Regions from separate parts of the Capra hircus genome. Here region 2 is linked to region 1. The links are chromatin contacts, called in public Hi-C maps. All regions are on one chromosome and are shown on one strand. Each heading gives the region's core, a stretch centred on a gene start, on an enhancer-like site or on the middle of the called end of the contact. The rest is flanking DNA. Distances are from core to core; before and after follow the strand shown.

Evidence for each region. Hi-C and Micro-C count contacts between places; a contact is called where the count stands out from the background.
Region 2: a contact with region 1 is called in a Hi-C map of liver, with 5 times the contacts expected there. The contact joins the promoter of ECHDC3 here to the enhancer-like site in region 1. A contact is called at or near these places in 2 of 5 Hi-C or Micro-C datasets (blood and liver).

The regions. Positions count from the first base shown.
Region 1 is chr13:15,621,227-15,628,171 of ARS1.2, reverse strand. All of the region lies in intron 5 of USP6NL (USP6 N-terminal-like protein), which reads left to right. Among named protein-coding and RNA genes, the nearest start is that of USP6NL, 160 kb to the left of the region's middle. Within about 2 kb of position 2,816, at least 2 of the 5 cell types and tissues checked have an H3K27ac peak or open chromatin away from gene starts, as enhancers often do.
Region 2 is chr13:15,816,320-15,823,264 of ARS1.2, reverse strand. It overlaps ECHDC3 (enoyl-CoA hydratase domain-containing protein 3, mitochondrial), which reads right to left and starts at 2,933. Exons shown (of 5, transcript XM_018057005.1): 1 at 2,538-2,933. The coding sequence starts at 2,707.

The DNA of each region.
Region 1 (6,945 bases), core at 1,567-4,066:
GTTGTTTATTTTTCTGGTATTGAGCTGCATGAGCTGCTTGTATATTTTTGAGATTCTTTGTCAGTTGCTTCATTTGCTCATATTTCTTCCATTCAGAAGGCTGTCTTTTAATCTTGCTTATAGTTTCCTTCATTGTGCAAAAGTTTTTTAAGTTTAATTAGGTCCCATTTGTGTAGTTTTGCTTTTATTTCTATTACTCTGGGAGGTGGGTATAGACCCTGCTGTGATTTATGTTAGAGAATGTTTTGCTTGTGTTTTCCTCTAGGAGTTTTATAGTTTCTGGTCTTACGTTTAGATCTTTAATCCATTTTGAGTTTATTTTTGTGGTGTTAGAAAGTGTTCTAGTTTCATTCTTTTACAGGTGGTTGACCAGTTTTCCCAGCACCACTTGTTAAAGAGATTGTCTTTTCTCCATTGTATAGTCTTGCCTCCTTTGTCAAAGATAAGGTGTCCATAGGTGCATGGGTTTATCTCTGGGTTTTCTGTTGTTGTATCAGTACGATACTGTCTTGATGACTGTAGCTTTGTAGTGTAAAGTCAGGCAGGTTGATTCCTCTGGTTCCATTCTTCTTTCTCAAGATTGCTTTGGCTATTTGAGGTTTTTTGTATTTCCATACAAATTATGAAATTATTTGTTCTGTTTCTGTGAAAAATACCATTGGTAGCTTGATAGGGATTGCATTGAATCTATAGATTGCTTTGAGTAGTATACTCATTTTCATTATATTGATTTTTCCGATCCATGAACATGGTATATTTCTCCATCTATTTCTGTCATCTTTGATTTGTTTCATCAGTGTTTTATAGTTTTCTATGTATAGGTCTTTTGTTTCTTTAAGTAGATTTATTCCTAAGTATTTTAGTCTTTTTATTGCAGTGGTGAATGGAATTGTTTCCTTAATTTCTCTGTTTTCTTATTGTTAGTTTATAGGAATGCAAGGGATTTCTATGTGTTAATTTTATATCCTGCAACTTTACTATATTCATTGATTAGCTTTAGTAATTTTCTGGTGGTGTCTGTAGGGTTTTCTGTGTAGAGGATCATGTCACCTGCAGTGAGAGTTTTACTTCTTTTTCAATCTGGATTCCTTTTCTTTCTTTTTCTGCTCTGATTGCTGTGGCTAAAACTTCCAAAACTAGGTTGAATAGTAGTGGTGAGAGTGGGCACCCTTGTCTTGTTCCTAACTTTAAGGGAAATGCTTTCAATTTTTTGCCATTGAGGATAATGTTTGCTGTGGGTTTATCTTTTATGGCTTTTATTGTGTTGAGGTATATTCCTTCTATGCCTGCTTTTTGGAGGGTTTCTATCATAAATGGATGTTGAATTTTGTCAAAGGCTTTCTCTGCATCTATTGAGATAATCATATGGTTTATTACATTGATTGATTTGCAAGTATTGAAGAATCCTTGAATCCCTGGGATAAAGCCCACTTGGTCATGATGTATGATCTTTTTAATATGTTGTTGGATTCTGTTTATTAGAATTTTGTTGAGGATTTTTGCGTCTATGTTCATCAGTGATATTGGCCTGTAGTTTTCTTTTTTTGTGGTATCTTTGTCTGGTTTTGGTATTAGGGTGGTGGTGGCCTCACAGATTGAGTTTGGAAGTTTACCTTCCTCTCCAATTTTCTGGAAGAGTTTGAGTAGGATAGGTGTTAACTCTTCCCTAAATTTTTGGTAGAATTCAGCTGTGAAGCCATCTGGTCCTGGGCTTTTGTTTGTTGGAAGATTTTTGATTACAGTTTCGATTTCCATGCTTGTGAGGGGTCTGTTAAGATTTTCTATTTCTTTGTGGTTCAGTTTTGGAAAGTTATACTTTTCTAAGAATTCATCCATTTCTTCCAGGTTGTCCACTTTATTGTCATATGGTTGCTGATAGTAGTCTCTGGTGATTCTTTGTATTTCTGTGTTGTCTGTTGTGATTTCTCCATTTTCATTTCTAATTTTGTTGATTTGATTCTTCTCCCTTTTTTGGTTGATGAGTCTGGATAATGGTTTTTCTATTTTATTTATTTTCTCAAAGAACCAGCTTTTAGCGTTGTTGATTTTTACTATAGTCTCCTTTGTTTCTTTTTCATTTACTCCTGCCCTAATTTTTATGATTTCTTTTCTTCTACTAACCCTGGGGTTCTTCATTTCTTCTTTTTCTAGTTGCTTTAGGTGTAAAGTTAGGTTATTTATCTGATTTTTCTCTTGTTTCTTGAGGTAAGCTTGTATTGTCTTGTCCTTCAGAATCCCTTCTTCTTTCCTCACTGGCCGCTCTTTCTTGGTTTCCTCTGCTTGTTCCTTCTCATCTTCATCTTTATTCTTTCTACTATGCCCCGGGGCTCAGGCCTGGAACCTCTCTCTCCTCAAGTACATCTGTGAGCAAGCTTCCTGTCTCAGCCAGTGGCAGCTCCACCCATCCAATTTGCTGTCTAAAATCTCCCGAGTTGTCTTTGATGTCCTCTTTCACCCCACGCCTCCTCTGTTAGCTCAGGCTCGCCGTGAATTCAGTCTGGCGCCTTCTCAGCATCTCCTCTTGTGCCACCTGGTTCACTGGAGCCTCTTCAGAGCTTCCAGCTCCCTGCTTCTGCCAGTGCGCCGCCCCTCCTCCCCACAGGCTGTCTGCTCACTGGAAGAGTAGGCGGGATCATGTCAGTTCTGAGGGGAACGTAATGCCGACCCCCATCTTATCCACAGTAAAAGGGCAGGTCGTCAGAACAGCCTCAGAGCTTCGCGCCTGGTTTCTGTCTCCCCCCTCCTCCTGTCTCCTGCTCTCCTGCAGGCCTCCTCAGTGCCCCCTGACTTGCCTGGCAGGTCCCTCGACAGCCCCCCAACCCCCGAGAACTACAAGACTGGGGGCCCCTCCCCCACGCAAGCCAGCCACCCGCTCCACCTTTACTTCTCTCTTAGCACTAACGCTGTCCAAGTCACTCAACATTTCACTTACATCTGTACTTAGTCTGTTTCCACACTGGGATGTAACCTCTCTGAAGGGGGTTTCCTCTGCTCTGTTCACTGTTGCAGCCACAGAACCCAGAGCAGGGCACGTAGCGTGTGCTCAATAAATGGCAGCTGAGTGAATGACCGGCTGAACATAAGGATGTGTCCTGTCATGAAACACGGAGTTAAAGGCTGGTGGAGCTTGTCCTTTCCAATGTGACAGCGTGCTTTATTTGAAAAATTAGAAAAGAGTTGGAACGTGTCTTTCAACAAAATATGTCCGTATTTGGGAGAATAAAAATCTGGCGACCCATTACAATACTGACTTTTCTCTCCAGAGCCTCCTCTCTTCCCCTTTCAAAATGATTTCCTGGTCCAAAAAATTCAGACATATGGGAATCAGAAGTATAGATGATTCAAAAAATGTGACAGTGAACTAAAGAAATAAGAGACAAAACGTTGTAGAGGATACATGTTTGAGGGAGGTTGTTTGTTCTTAAATTTTTTTAAAGAGATTTGCCTGTACCTAAAAGACCTCTTTACCCAATGGAATTCAAGTTACAATTAATGGATGTTCAAAGAGTTTAATATACTAGGAAACCACTAAGCAATGACATGCATACCTTAACAGTTTAACACAAGACAGTTTTATATTCCCTGTCAATCTGTCTCTGGGAGAGGGAGTTCTGAGGCTGCTGACTGAGATTCTGTTCTACCCTCATCCATAAACTGAGCTCACATTGTGTGTGACCTGCCTTTCACAGCTTTGGTTTCTTCAAAGTGGGATGAGAACTCTAGACACATGAAAAGCAGTCTGAGGCTGGAAACTTTTTAGTTTATCCGGATTTCCCCCAATTTTTCTGGTTTCATCTTAGTGCATGTGTTCTTCAGTGACTGCCTAGCCCAAATGTTCCAGGTCTGCCATTTCTAGGAGACTCATAAAAATTTCTGCATATATTGCTGCATTGAATAAACCAGTGGAAATGATAGCCTTGTGGAAGCTGCAAGTGTTTATTAGTCTTCACAGAGCATCCACCTGCAGTGTGAACTTCCTGCTTGCCATTTGAAAAGACTTGTACACTGATGCATAGTGAACTCAAGTCTCAGGGCTTTAGTTCCAGCTTTGTGGTGGTGGGTGTTTGGTTTTGTTTTAACATAGGCAATTCTCTGTTGAAAATAGGGGTAGTAGAAATCAGGCCTTCATAAGAGGATTGGTGTTGGTATTTGCAGAGTGCTTTGGATTCCCCCAAACAGACACATTAACAAATAAACAAACACACTTATTATATTTGCTCTGCAGAGAACAGTATTAATAATGGATTATATTGTTTCTTTGAGCTTATTGATGCTTTTAATAAGGAGGAAAGTATATGTAAAACTATGAATTTTCCTGGATTCAGCTATTCATTTTTGCAGTGTGATATTTTGCATAGCTTAATGGAACATTGGAGCCTATTCAGATTTTTAAAATTATATCTTAATTTTATGTGCTGTGAAATCTTACTCAAAATACATGACTTTTCAATGTCATTCTTCTGTCAAAATACGTGTCTACCTCTTGCACTCCTTATCCTCTCCTGACCTCTGCTGGTGAGGTCAAGGAGTGTGTGGCGTGGCCCAACTGTCTTCAGTCACATATCCTAATATTCAAAAAACATTGGAAGACTTGAACTTAATTAAAGTTCTAAGATTTCTTATTGTAGAAGAGAAGACTGTTTAATATTCATCCATGTATCGTGTATGTGGTTAGCCTTTACTGTCTAGGTTATTGATCATGTTAGGAGGAGTGTTGGACCCAATACAGGGTTACTGCATACTGGGTGGGTGACACAGCAGTTGTTGCTGCTGCTGCTGAGTCACTTCAGTCGTGTCCAACTCTGTGACCCCATAGATGGCAGCCCACCAGGCTCCCCCATCCCTGGGATTCTCCAGGCAAGAACACTGGAGTGGGTTGCCATTTCCCTCTCCAATGCATGAAAGTGAAAAGTGAAAGGGAAGTCGCTCAGTCATGTCTGACTCTTAGTGACCCCCTGGACTGCAGCCCACCAGGCTCTTCCATCCATGGGATTTTCCAGGCAAGAGTACTGGAGTGGGGTGCCACTGCCTTCTCTGGCAGCAGTTGTTAAGTACTTCCTATTCAGCTGGTCCTGCATGGGCTTAAAGTATAGTCTCAGATCACTAGAGACTGAGGCAACAAAGAAGATATTGGTCCCATTTTTAATCCTTAAACTCTGCTTGCCCCAATGTGAGGGGCCAGTCTTGATTCAGAGGGGATGCCAGTTTAAGATAATCAGGTATTAAACTGCAAGCTTCAAATGGAAGTTTTTCCTTTTGATAATATGTTGTCCTGACATTCTCAGGGGAGTAGAATTTTCTTGTGCTGGGGTCTCCTGTGTGATTTTAAAAACTGCAATGATGAGCACATCTAGTAGCCATTCCCCCTGAAAAAGTACCCCTGTTTCTTTAAAGAAATGGATGATCTAGGTCTAGGATAGAAAAAGTATAAAGTGAACCTGAATTAATTTGTGCCAGATTGGGCATGTCTAAAGGATCCACTTGAAGAGGGGAAATCTACAACCAGGTAAGAGGGAGTCCAACCAAATTTGGGACGACTTGAGCCTCAAAAGGAATAATGATGATAATAATGGGTTATAACACAATGAATGAATAAAATAGTTCTTTATACCATCAGTTCAGTTCAGTTGCTTAGTCGTGTCTGACTCTTTGTGACCCCATGGACTGCAGCACACCAGGCCTCCCTGTCCATCACCAACCCCCAGAGTTTACTCAAACTTCTGTCCATTGAGTCAGTGATGCCATCCAACCATCTCATCCTCTGTTGTCCCCTTCTCTTCCTGCCTTCAATCTTTCCCAGCGTCAGGGTCTTTTCAGATGAGTCAGTTCTTCACATCAGTTGGCCAAAGTACTGGAATTTCAGCTTCAACATCAGTCCTTCCAATGAATATTCAGGACTGATTTATTTCCTTTAGGATGGAGTGGTTGGATCTCCTTGCAGTCCAAGGGACTCTTAAGAGTCTTCTTCAATACCACAGTTCAAAAGCATCGATTCTGTGGCACTCAGCTTTCTTTATGGTCCAACTCTCACAGCCATATATGACTTCTGGAAAATCCATAGCCTTGACTAGACTATCTTTACTCCATAGTGATATTAAAAATTGGGTGGGACTCAGGAGGGAAAACGTTCTAATAGAAAAATATCAGTAATATAGAAAGAATGAGAGGGGGAAAAAAACCCCACAAAAATGGTTAAAAAAAAATTTACCACACACACATGAAAAACGTAAAAAACCATTTTACCACCATCAGAATTGATTCAGGCAGAAATTATAGAGGATGAGAAGACCACTGAGTAGAGTTGTTAAGGAGCAGGATGTCCACAGTATCTTAAAGTGTACCACCCAGATTACATGTTAGTTACAAAAGGGAGTGTCTCTGTTAACAGAGAAGTTGGGCAAATACCACTTAACCAAGGCATCAGCAGTTACATCACAGATAATGGTGCAGATCAGCACGAGCTGTCAGTGGGTGCCGTAAGGACACAAAATCTGTTATGTAGTATTCCCACCAAAATCTCAGGGAAACGATCAGACAAAGTCAGATAGTGCAGACTAGACCCTTCAAAAATCAACATCATGAAAGACAAAGGCCAGGAGACTGTTCTAGAGTGAAGGGAACTAAAGAGATGTCTTCTCTCCACCCCACCTAAGAAAAAACAGCTTTACAGACATTTTTGAGACTAGTGGGGAGTTTGGTATATGGATGGTTTATTATGAAATAATGAACCAATTTTAAATTTCTTGAAGGAGTCTGATAAGTGGTGCTATGATTATGTAGGATAATGTGTCTTATTCTTAGGTAAATATTTGGAGTGTTCATGATGTCTGTGATTTTCTAATAGATCAGCCCCCCAATAAAAAAGCACCCCAATATAAATAGATTAAATCTGGCAAAATGTTAGTAATTGATGGATTTTGCTGAAGCATATATAAGTATATGGTG
Region 2 (6,945 bases), core at 1,684-4,183, 190 kb before region 1:
CACCCCTTTTGAAAGGGGATCTCCTTTACAGTGAGGTCACCACCAGGGCAGGTGATAAAAATGTAAACTTTCCATTTACAAGGCAAGAGATGGTCCCTGTAGATGCTTCAGTGAGCTGCCTGGAGTCTATCCCGTTGTCTTAAACCACTCACAGGTCTGTGGGGCAAGACGCTGCCAGGCTCCCATGCAGAGGAGACACTCAACATGTATCTGTTGATTGAATTCATGACCAAAAAGAGCACTTCTATTTTGCAAGGCCAGTTCCACCAATTGCTGTGGATTTTCACTTCGTCTAGTTTCCTGGCATCTCTTTTAAACCCAAGTGGCGAGCACCCTGGAATGGCTCAGCAGGAGTGGGGGCAGCTTTGGAGGCAGATGGGCCTTTCTCTGTCAGCCCTCCTGCCTCCTAGCTGTGTGGCCTCCGGCAGGCCGTCCTCTGAACTCATTTCCTCACTGTCAAGCAGGGATGACGTGATCTATAACACCTGGTGGCTGCAGGGAGGGTTGGGGGTGAGGAGCGTGCAGCACCGAGCACAGCACCACACTCAGCACTGGCCCTCACAGGAGGCAGCACAGGGGCGGCTGCTGAAAGGGACACTTCAGTGAGTGGCTGCAGCTCACCCCTCAGTGCCTGACATCGTTCTGCTTTAGTGCTGGCTTGCTTCCCTCCTACTAAACCATTCCTGACATCCTCCTTTCTTATTTATGTTTATTTTACCTCTGGAGAATCGGGGAGCCTCCCCAGGGATTCAGTGGTAAAGAAACCACCTGCATTGCAGGAGACATCGGAGATGTGGGTTTGCTCCCTGGGTTGGCAAGATCCTGTGGAGGAGGAAATGGCAACCCACTCCAGTATTCTTGCCCAGAGAATCCCATGGGCAGAGGAGCCTGATGGCCTACAGCCCATGGGGTCACAGAGTCGGACACAACTGAGCAACTGAAAACACATACACACACACTGGAGAATCAACAACATCTTCTGCCATCTGGCTGCCGTGCCAAATGGGCCAGATTTGAAGAAATAGTTTTTTAAGGGCCCTACTTTGCCCATAAAAGTACCCTGCCCTGGCCCTGCACTTTGGAGAACTCTGCTCCGACAGGCCCCCTTCCAGCGGTACCCCTCCTGGCGAGCAAGGAGTCTAGTGGGATGTTGAGATGTGTGCACCTGGAAATCACAACACCCTTCCACACCCCACTGCAAGTCACCTGAAACCCTGGAATTCCATGGCTCTGCAGTGGGCACCCTAAGGCCTACGGGGTGGCTGTGAGCAGCTAAGTGTAGGGGGTGAAGGAGTGGACAGACTGTGGGCATGCTGCACAGGATGTCTCGGACCTGTGTGCCAAGACCCTGGCAGAACATCAGGATGGAGTGGGGGAGAGGTGAGGAGTGCCAGGGCAGGGTGGGAAGCACAGCACAAAGCTGCAGGCCAAGAGTGCTCTCCACTGCTTTGGGGGAGCTCCTCGGAGCCTGAGGACTCAAACAGCCTTCCAAGTCTTGGGTTTCACTGCTGGCTCAGCTGGTAAAGAAAACTTGCCCTCTAATGCAGCAGACACAAGAGATGTGGGTTCGATCCCTGGGTAGGGAAGATCCCCTGGAGAAGTAAGTGGCCTGCAAAGTATTCTTGCCTGCAAAATTCTATGGACAAAGGAGCCTGCTGGGCTACAGCCCATAGGGCGGCAAAAAATCAGGCAACTCAGCACTGTGCGCTCGCACACACCAGATTTTAGGACTGCCTACTTGTCAGGACAGAAGGAAATATATTGACCTATCTTACAGTTTGCTTGATTTGTAAGGTCTAAATACTCAAGACATGTCAGGCAGGCCTCCCTCTGCACTCTTGCTTGGGCCAGGCAGTCGTCAAGGTGAGGCCTGGATGGAGCTGAAGGCCTTCTGCCTTTACCACTCCACCGTCCAGTTTCAAGTGTGTGCCCAGGTATGTTTTTGTAAAAGGGGTTTAGGCTTGTTGAGCCAAAGGGCAGAGCTCAGTACAGTGTGTCCTTCGACCTATTTATTTACCGCCCACGTGGGCACTTCTGGCTGCGGGCCAAGGAGCAGCTCGGCTAAGCCTGACGGCGCCTTGGAGCCACGTCATGTTTGTGAGGCCCAGAGCCCTCTATGAAGGGCTTTCTCAAAGGCACAGCAGCGGAGGGGCCTCCCATATGGCTGCCCACGCTGAGTCCAAATGCGAGGTCGACTCGGTCTGGGGTTTAGGGGCAGTGCTGGCACCGTCGCTGGCAGCCCCACTTAAATCCTCGGTGTGAATCCTGCAGGGTCCCACAGGCCACTGAGCCCAGCCAAGGGACCTCCGTAAACGCCGCATCCGCGGATTCTTTTCACGTCGGACACTCCCGCCGAACAGATGGACTGCGATGGATAAACTGGGCTCTGCGGCTGGCGGAGCTGACCACCGACGGAGCCGCTCTGGACTCTGCGTGGGGTGGCACGGTTGGCAGCCGGCCTCCTGCGCCCCTCTCTCTTCCTGGGTCCCGCCGGCCACCCCCCGGGGAACAGCCCCGCACCCAGGCGGGCCGCTGACCTGATGCCGTCCCGCTGCCGCGCGATGGTGGGTCGCGGCCCCGGCTCCGGCCGCCCGATCCCGGCCGGCCCCCGGCTGCAGAAGCCGGTGGTGAGTGGAGCCCACGGACCGCGCTGGAGCCAGCCCGACCCCTTCGCTCCCAAGGCCCGCAGGCCCGCGGCCGCAGCCATGGCGGCTAGAGACGCGCCGGAATCTGACGCTGCTGAGCTCGACGCCGGGGCCCGCGGGCTCTGGGCGCTCCGATGGGCGTGGGTGCCGGCCGGGCCGCTGCGCCTCGATCGCTCCAGGCCGCGGGCAAAACTGGATCGGGGACCCCGGGCCCAAGCTGGGACCCGACTCTTCTCCCCAGGCCTTTCCCCTCCGCCCCTCCCCGCCGCTCCCCGTCCCGCGCGGGGGCCGCGAGTCCTCCCGGTGCGCCCCGAGGCTCCGCCCCCGTAACACCGCCCCTGGCGCCGCGTCCGCCCTTGCCCCGCCCCTTGCCCTTGGCGCCCCGCCCCCGAAATCCCTACCTCGCCTATGACCCCGCCCCTCGTGTCGCCCCGCTCCCGAGGCCCTGGCGCCCTGCCCCCGGAGGACTTGAGGGGTCGGGCCTGGGGTGAACAACTCAAAACCTGCAGGCGCGCTCTGAGGTTTGTTTGCCTTAGCAAGGTCAGATGAAGGGGTTTAAAGGAGGCGAGGCTTGGGCTGGCTTGTTCCCTTTTGCTACAACATCAAGAACGTGGTGGTTTGCCTAGATCAGAAGAAAAATGAGCGCCATCAGGGAGCGAATGATGTGAGCTACAGGACGCTGCTTTTTTTTTTTTTTACAAACTGTTTCATCCTACTCATCCTATCCCAGGCCTTGCAGGTGGTCCCAGGTCACTACAGGACCTGTGTCCCACTCAGGCACTGGCTTTTGAATGCTCTGTGTCTTCTCTTATGGAAAACCTGTGGGATCTAATTTGTATCCAGTGTTTTTTCAGTGCACCAAGGAGGGTGCATTTCAATGCTTCTAGGCCTTTGGCTAACATTACGAGTAGTATGGGGGCTTCCCAGGTGACACAGGGGTAAAGAATCCGCCTGCCAATGCAGGAGATGCAGTTTAGACGTGGGTTGGATCCCTGGGTTGGATCCCTGGGTTGGGAGGATTCCTTGGAGGAAGGCCAGCAACCCACTTCAGTATTTTTGCCTGGAGAATCCCATGGACAGAGGAGCCTGGCAGGCTATAGTCCATAGGGTTGCAAAGAGTCGGACATAACTGAGCGAGGGAGCACACACACAAGGAAGGAGAGGGAGGCCCTTTCCAGGCTCCAGGTGTCTGGCACCAGACAGCAGTCCTGTGGCTGAAAGCTCAAGTGTGATGAGTCCCGGTGTCACTGTGGTCTTTCCTGTGGTCATGTATGGATGTGAGAGTTGGATTGTGAAGAAAGCTGAGTGCCAAAGAATTGATGCTTTTTCACTGTGGTGTTGGAGAGGACTCTTGAGAGTCCCTTGGACTGCAAGGAGATCCAATCAGTCCATTCTGAAGGAGATCAGTCCTGGGTGTTCTTTGGAAGGACTGATGCTAAAGCTGAAACTCCAGTACTTTGACCACCTCATGTGAAGAGTTGACTCACTGGAAAAGACTCTGATGCTGGGAGGGATTGGGGGCAGGAGGAGAAGGGATCGACAGAGGATGAGATGCCTGGATAGCATCACTGACTAGATGGACGTGAGTCTGGGTGAACTCCGGGAGTTGGTGATGGACAGGGAGGCCTGGCATGCTGCAATTCATGGGGTCGCAAAGAGTCGGACACGACTGAGCGACTGAACTAAACTGAACTGAACTGTATTCACTGAATTCACAGAGTCTGGAGATTTGCATGACCCTTGGAAGGGAAGGTCTGGCCCTCAAGATTCCTCCCTAGTCTGTAGAACGACCCCTCCCCTTATGGCACCCCCATCCCCACCCCCAGCAACACACACATAAGGAGCTTTCACACTGAAATTTTGCAAGGATCACAATTATGCAAAGACATCCTCAAGTAGGGCCACTGAACTTTCACAGAGACAGGCTGGATTCCTTTGAGTGCTGCTGCTAAGTTGCTTCAGTCGTGTCCGACTCTCTGCGACCCCATAGACAGCAGCCTGCCGGGGTCCAGCCCCGGTGGATCCAGGGAATTCGAAGGGTGGACGGCGTTGGCGTGGAAAGACTTGTTTATTGATTGATATAAGATTAGATTAAGAAACTGTAGCGTAGTAGGAAGATTAAGTGGAGGAAGAGGGCTGAATAGCTTGGTTTACGCGGAAGGCCAATAAAATTCCAGACAAGGAATTTGCACCATCTACGTTGGGCCACCGGCGCCCGCTTGAATATCTAAGGGTGCCTCGCCTTAAGCTCCCTTTCGTGCGGGTCTTAACAGCCAGAGCAAGTAAGTAGACCTGGCGAGCCTCCGCGCCCCAGGTGGAGATTCAGCCTGAAGTTAAAGTAAAGAGCAGAGAGAGGGAAGGGGAGAGAAGAAGAGAGAGAGAGAGACACGGGGGGAGCCAGAGTTCCAAGAAACCAGGCCGAGAGACTAGTTCGAGAAGCTGGCCCGAGAAACTGGCCCCTGGCCCCTGGCCCCCATCCTTTATTGTTCAGAAGGCCTTTTATACTTTTGATAAAACACGGAGATCAATGGGTAATACAAAATTATGTAGCATTCGCAACCCAGATTCTTTCCGTATATCATTTTGTATACAAAAGGTCTCAGGTGATTTACATTATCTTCTGGCCAAGAGGCTTGTTAACACTTTTTGGCTCTCTTCCTTAATGAATGTTAATTTTGTTTCCCCTGAAGTGTTTTTCTTTAATCTGCATCTCCTTAGCGCATTAAAGTTACATCTCTATAGAACAAAGGTGCAGTGGGATATAACAAAGAAGGTACTTAACTCAAAGATCTAATGTTGCTAATACCAGGTCTACTACTTGTTTTTCTATATACCAACTATATCTAAAAATAAAGGATATGAAAATTTGGCAGCAAGCACTGACCCAAAAAATGAAACTTTTAATCAGTCCTATTCTAAAGATTTTGACTCCTCGGAAGCTCCTACATTCCTAGGATGTTTTAAGCTTCCTGTGCCTCCTGCGGTCAGGAGGCCTCAAACAATCACACTCCAGAGTCCTGCAGCAGGCTAGAAAGCCATCAGAGGGTTTTTGGATTGAAACACTCTTTCAAATGCAGAAGACTAAAGCCCTGAATTGACTTTTTCCAGAAAATGTCAGAAGAGTGGAAAAGCAGAGCACAAAAGCCGGCAGATTTTTGTTGGGGTACATGCTTAGGAATTTCCAGAGGGGTCCCTGAAGTCTGAGCACGCCTTGCGTATGTCAGCTTCCTTCCTCATGACCTTGTCACGGGCGGGATTCCTCACACTGGCTCCCGGCAGCAGCCCACCAGGCTCCCCCGTCCCTGGGATTCTCCAGGCAAGAACACTGGAGTGGGTTGTCATTTTCTTCTCCAATGCATGAAAGTGAAAAGTGAAAGTGAAGTCCAGTGAGGCTCCCTTTAATACTCAGCTTCATGATTGCTCAGAATGCTTCTGTACAGAATAATATTTTGAAATATCAATTGAGATCTCTACCAACAGCAACCTTACTTCATTTCTTTGGTCCTTGTTCCGTTCAGGTAGAACTCAGACACACAAGGGCAATTCTTGGCTTTTGATTTGTAAAAGCCCAGCCCTTGGAAGTCGGAAAGAATAGGCATGATATTGGTTGATTTGGGAGGCCACTGATGAATCAAAACAAGTCTCCAATTTGAGACCAGATTAAGATCCCCTAGGTTTGAGGGCAAGGATAGGGCAAGTAGGACTTGTAGGAAAAACTGGAAGATGGTAACTGGCTTTCTGTGGGATCCTTGAAAAAGGAAGCCTCCTGGAGGAGAAGTGGGAAAAAGACTTTGAGAACTGTAAAAAAAAAAAAAAAAAAAAGAAAGAAAATTTGTTTAAACACAGTAACTCAACTATACTTCAATAAAAAATATATATCAAGAAAAAAAATTTTTAATTTAACAACAGTCGCTCTATACAAAGCCCTGATTCGTAGCCAGTGCGTGCACTTGGTCCTTTACCTATGACATCTCAAGATCACTTAGAGACAGGTACCATTAACCTAGTTCAGAGGTTTTGCAGCCCTGCTCGCACTCAGCAGAGCAGTCACAAAGTTGGGACTGGGAGCTGGAGGTCACCTGAAGGATGGGCTGTGAGGGAGGTCTCCGTGCTCATCTAAATTCCTATGCCTGCTCTCCCATCCCTTTCATGTCTCCTTCCTCCCCTCATGTCTTTTGGAGCCTCTAGCCCTGGTTTTGGGGAAGTGGCTCTGGACAGCCATTGTGTTATTCATGCAGGAGTCAGTATCACTTGCTGAAATGCTCGTCCATCCTTAAGCAGTGCAAGAATCTTTTCTGTC